2 separate regions of the Zea mays genome follow, and region 1 is linked to region 2. A link is a contact called in public Hi-C data. All regions are on one chromosome and are shown on one strand. The core of a region is the stretch at or near the end of the contact, and the rest is flanking DNA. Distances in the headings are between cores, read along the strand shown. Region 1 holds the start of LOC100276637. Region 2 holds the start of LOC100304358.

Region 1 (2,700 bases), core at 195-2,694, 160 kb after region 2:
GAGACGTAGTAATAAGGTGAAGGTGCCGGAGAAAGAGACGGCCACCAGTCCTCCATTATTATACGCACGCAGAGGCAGAGGCGTGACGCTGCCGCTGACCGTATCGTCGTCGTCGTCGACAGGTCGACGGCACGAGACGGGCGTCGTCCCCGGCCGTGTGAAAGCAGGACTGAATCGGGATATACATTCACATCCCACGTCGACGTCGGCGTGGATGGCCGTCACTATGTCCATCCACCTCCACAGCGCAATCATGTCGCTCACCAACTTGCTAGTAATTAGCACTCTGAATTATCGCCGCTCATCCCATCTGCCACCACCAGCCTGCCTGTCTGCCCTCCCAGTTCAGCCGCATCACGGACCAATTCATCGTCGCTCCACCCTGCTTCCCTCCCAGTTTCAAAACCAAAACCACATGCGCTTCCCGAAGGACCAGCGGCAGAACCCAAGCGAAAAAGTTGCACCAAGCTAGTAAGAACAAGAACAACAGCCCCAGATCTCATAAATAGCTGCTGCATATATAGTAGACAAGTAACATCTAACCGTCGCCCAAACCTCAAAAGCATGGATCTGGATCAAGAAACCAACCGACCGACCCAAAAAAGGAGGAACTATCCTGAACTAAATAATGGCGTACGTATACCGATTACCGAGTAGCAAGCTCATCTATATATGACCCTAGTATTTAGTATAGTAAACATGTACACGCACGAACAACCATGGCCCGGACTTTACAGATGGCACAAACAACAACGTACCGCACGTACGTACGTGTTGCTACGCCGTCACTTCTTCCTGGGCTTGGACCGGCGGCGTGCCTGTGCCCTGCGGCCAGTACCGCCAGAGCCCCCGCGGAAGACGGCGCAGAAGGCGCAGCCGGACACCCTCGGCGAGGGGGGATCCATGTCCGGGGCCACGTCCTTGGTCCGGAACACCTGCTGGTTGCTGCGCCGCGCCGACTCCGCCTGCTTCTGCCTACTCTCCTTGCCCTTCTTGCTGCGGCTGTCTCCACCGCCGCCCGCACGGCGCAGCATGCCGACGCTCCTCGAGTGCCGGAGCTCCGGCTGCTCGGCATCCTCCGCGGCGCCGGCCTTCGCCTCGGCGTCGGCCTCGGTCAGGAAACGCTCGTCCCAGACCAGGCCCGACGAGCCGGACCGTCTGAACGTGGTCGCCGATCTTTGCAACCCAGCCATGGGTGATGGGTGGGTGCCGCCTATCCACCTTCCCGGCTTCCCCTCTCCGCGAGACGAACCAGCTTTGTCTGCGACTGTGGAGGAGAACAAAGGGCAGTGATGGACTGGACGGTGTTGCTCCGCGCCCGCTCCTGCAGCGGCCCCCTCTGTGTTATATATGTAGACGGACAGAGACCGCCATTAGTGTGCAGGCAGCAGAGCAGTCAACAACCGGTGCCAGTGCCATGGAAAGGTGGTGGCTGGGCCTGTTTTCCAGTAAGCAACTGGGTTCTGCAGGGGTTATTAATATTTAACCTGCGTGTAGACAGCATATACAAGAACTCATCAGAATAAAATATTACACTTGCACATGCTTTTTTCTATTTTCGCAGCACATGCTACAGGTTTTACTACTTCACGCCGTGAGCATGTGGAGGAAGAGAAGACAAGTGCACGGAAGCAGATAGATGCGCACCACCAAACGCACTACAGGTGGCAAACGATTGCCCAGAAAGCATGCATGCATTCTTCAACAGTTTTACATTCCACCGTAAAGTTTGACAATGACGTGATGATATAATTGATAGAACATGAGCCTCGTTAAGATCTAAGGTGTATGATATGTGTCGGCTTGAGAACGTTAAACGTATCTATCCAACAGAGATTGATTACAAACCTCTGGTGCTGATCATCTCTCTACCCAGATTTGGCTAATGATGGACCAGTACAGGTGAAGAAAAAGTCCAGGCTCGAGAGGGGGCTCAGGGGGAGAGAGAGAGAGACGAAGGCAAACGGAAATTGTGCACAGCTCTTGGTACCAGACTATCAGTTGACAGCCAAACAACTTTATAGAGGTGAGAGGAAAACAAAGACCACCATAGTACAAAAAGATCTGACATATAAAGTACCATTTATCATTGTCTTGTTCTTTTCTTGCATCTCCCATCCTCTTACGTCTCTGCTAATCTCACTTCTGGTACTCCACAAGCATTTCTGTTGCTTCATACCCCCGCTGCTACAAAGCTGTCCATATTCCCATATGCTGCCAACACCTTGACAACATGCATACTGCTAAATAGTGAAGACTTCACAACAAATAACAAAAGACACACTAGAGATGGAACAGGGATTGGTCCTAAATAAGTGTCAAGAGATCTCTCTGGACGCAACTACCGCCTGACCAATGGAAATTATCGCCTACCATCTGACCCTGTTAATGCCATGACCAGTCCTCAGTGCAGACGCAACAGAAAACTCTTTCATTGGAAACAGAGTAGGTGCAGCGCGGCATGGATTTGAGGTAGCGGAGGCAGGAGTACAGACTCCCAAAACCCCAAGATCCAAGCAACTACATAAACATCGAATCACATATGTGAAATAGGTTTAGTTGGCCATATACAAACAAAAGTTGCCGAACTGCCAGCACGGTCCCCACATAATTAGGCTCTTGGATTGGACCACATAATTGGTTTGTTAGGCCACAAAACTACTTCGTGCTTCTTATGCATGGTATCAGTTACGCTGTCAC
Region 2 (2,700 bases), core at 164-2,663:
AGAGAAGTTTGATCAAAGAGATGCGTAGTGTAGACCGTACAGGGCTCTTTGGTTAAGCAAACATTTGGATAAAAATTGATTATCCAAAAATACTTATATTACGACGATGTGATGAATAGCACCTGGTATAGGGTCATGTGATGATATCATTACAGTAGTTGAATGGTGGTCATTCATGCGTATATTACGACGATGCAAGTTCAAAAATACTGCAATCCGATGTTTATGATTGATCTTGGTCGTATGCCTAGCATTAAACATCTTGCACACAGTGAAATTCAAGATCGAAGGATCTTGCATGCGGCCGTCGTCTGTTTGAGTCCTGCTCTTTGATTAACACGGTGCCACGGGTTTTGATTTGACGATAGCTAATAATGCAGCGCCAACCACACGCACACGCACACACACCATTGAGTTCTTCTGACATTTCCTTCGGCGGTAAACTCGTGTAATGCACTGCGAGGACAGGTACAGGTGCACGGTGGCCCAGCTGATTCAGCCGCGGAGCTGCCGTTGGTTGCTTCTCGTTGCCATCGATGGAATTCGACCTGCAGAGGTCGATGGCGACGGCACACGCATCATGAAAGGAATGACGAAACACGAAAGGAATGACGTACTCCGCCCACGCATACGGTCGCGTCCATCGTCATAGCTCACTCTGACCTTCGTACTCCGCTCCGACAAAAACGTGCCTCCGTTCCGAGGCAAAGTCAGAATCACATGGCTCCTCCTAGTCTTCCACGAGGATACCGACTGTCTGGCCGTATACTTTGAAAGTTCGACACGCCCAAAAAACAAAAAGCTTTCTCGTCTCGTTAATTTCTAGGAAAAAATACTATAGTTTATCTTCGATTGCCGCTATATGATTTTTTTGTTTGCTTCTTGAATTTCGAACCAGATACCTTTATTTGCCTCTAAACTCTCAAAACTGTAGTAAAACATTCAATTATTTTTTTTTTAAAAAAACATTCTAGTGGATGTATAATCACGTTTTAAAATTGACACATGCAAAACATGTAAGATGCAATCAGCATGAATGCAAGATACGTTGATGTATATGAATGAATTCGTGCAATGCAATGGAAATTCCAGCAAAACAATCGTCAATCTTCGAACAGGTTCTTACCATGGATCCAGGTTTTGGAACGAGAGGCCCATGTACCGACGGCCCACAGCTGCACGCGCGGTCTAGAACCAGCGTCCAACGGTCCAACCCAACCAGAGCAGAGCAGGGCGGACCAGTAAACGCCAATCCCAGCCGGTCGGCCCTCGGCCGTGACGCGCATCCACGCACCCTAAAAATCCTCGGTGAATACCCGAAACTGCCCTCGAGTTGGTGCGCCATAACCCCCTGGGTCCCCTGCGAACCAACCTCCCAAAAAGGGTAGCGGATTGGGCTTTCCCCTCCGCCTCCCTCCCCTCACAAAAAGGCGGCAGCACAGCGCCACCCCTCCTGTCCCGCCGAGTTCGGAGCGCAGCGCAAGGCGGGGGGAGGAGCAAGAAGCCGCCGGCCTCCCTCCTCCGGCTCACCACCAGGCTTACTCCGCACCGCGCTGCCACGGGTAGGAGCGGCGTCAAATTCGGGATTCCCAAGCGGCTTCAGCCCGGAGGTATCTTTCGCTTCGTCTCCTCGACGCGCCGGCGCTGGTGCCGTAGGGTGCTTATCGGGTCGGGCGAATGGGTTTGGTGGTCTTGCTTAGGATAGATTCGTTTGGTCCGGGCTGATGTCAGCGGAGCGGGGAGGCCTAGGTTCACTGCATCTGTCCCCGGGCTCGTTGTGTTAAGTCGTGATGTCGGATTGGTCCATCATAAATAACAAATCTTGGGCCATCTTTGTCTGCTATTTTCTAGTGGGGAGGGTAGGTGGTATTCTTCATTCATAGTGCCGAGCTCTTCTTATTTAGAACCAACGGTGTCAAGCTTTTGGAATTGGTGGCTGAGAATATACCCCTTGTTGTGGCCGTCAGTGCACCGCAGCTGAAAGCCTGAGCCTCCAATGTGTGTCCTGCAGGTTGAGCCAAAGCTATTTTCTAAGAAAAATGGCGGCAATGATGGTGGCGATGACTGCGAGGAGCAAGAACAGCATATTACCCATGGAGAAGAAGCAGGGCTGGTCTATTCAGCTACCAGAGCTCCGGTTCCCTTGGGATTCACATGAAGACAAGGGTTTCTCTCTGAGTCTGCAAGGATCTGGACCTTCTCATGGCGGCCTGTTTGCTAGCGTGGGTCTTAAAGTGTCGACAGGTGCCCCAGCAGTGGCGCCCGGACCGGGTGACAAGGATATTAAGATTCCATTCACTGATCATTGTATGAAGTACGTGTCTGAGGCAGTTGGGTACCAGGTTATTAGCACTGAAGCGGAGTCAGTGGAGGAGGTGGTGGATGCTAAGGCAAAGAAGGCAGCCAAGAAACGTGGGCTGCAGCTGAAAATTAAGATTGGGAACCCACATTTGAGGAGGCTGGTTAGTGGAGCTATTGCAGGTGCTGTTTCCAGGACTTGTGTGGCACCACTGGAGACGATCAGGACTCACTTGATGGTTGGGAGCAACGGTGACTCCATGACAGAGGTGTTCCAGTCAATCATGAACACTGAGGGGTGGACTGGGCTTTTCCGTGGGAATCTTGTCAATGTTATCCGAGTTGCGCCAAGCAAAGCAATTGAGGTAAATTACTTCCTTTTTTTATTTAATATAACAATTC

What was found. A called contact is a pair of places that touch in the nucleus more often than the background predicts.
Region 1: a Hi-C map of bundle sheath shows a contact between it and region 2, with 3 times the contacts expected there. The contact joins the promoter of LOC100276637 here to the promoter of LOC100304358 in region 2. A contact is called at or near these places in 2 of 25 Hi-C or Micro-C datasets (bundle sheath and ear).

The regions. Positions count from the first base shown.
Region 1 is chr9:89,568,754-89,571,453 of Zm-B73-REFERENCE-NAM-5.0, forward strand. LOC100276637 reads right to left here and starts at 1,445. Exons shown (of 1, transcript NM_001150375.2): 1 at 474-1,445. The coding sequence starts at 1,193. The coding sequence ends at 786.
Region 2 is chr9:89,408,274-89,410,973 of Zm-B73-REFERENCE-NAM-5.0, forward strand. It overlaps LOC100304358, which reads left to right and starts at 1,414. Exons shown (of 4, transcript NM_001165796.1): 1 at 1,414-1,610; 2 at 2,012-2,663. The coding sequence starts at 2,040.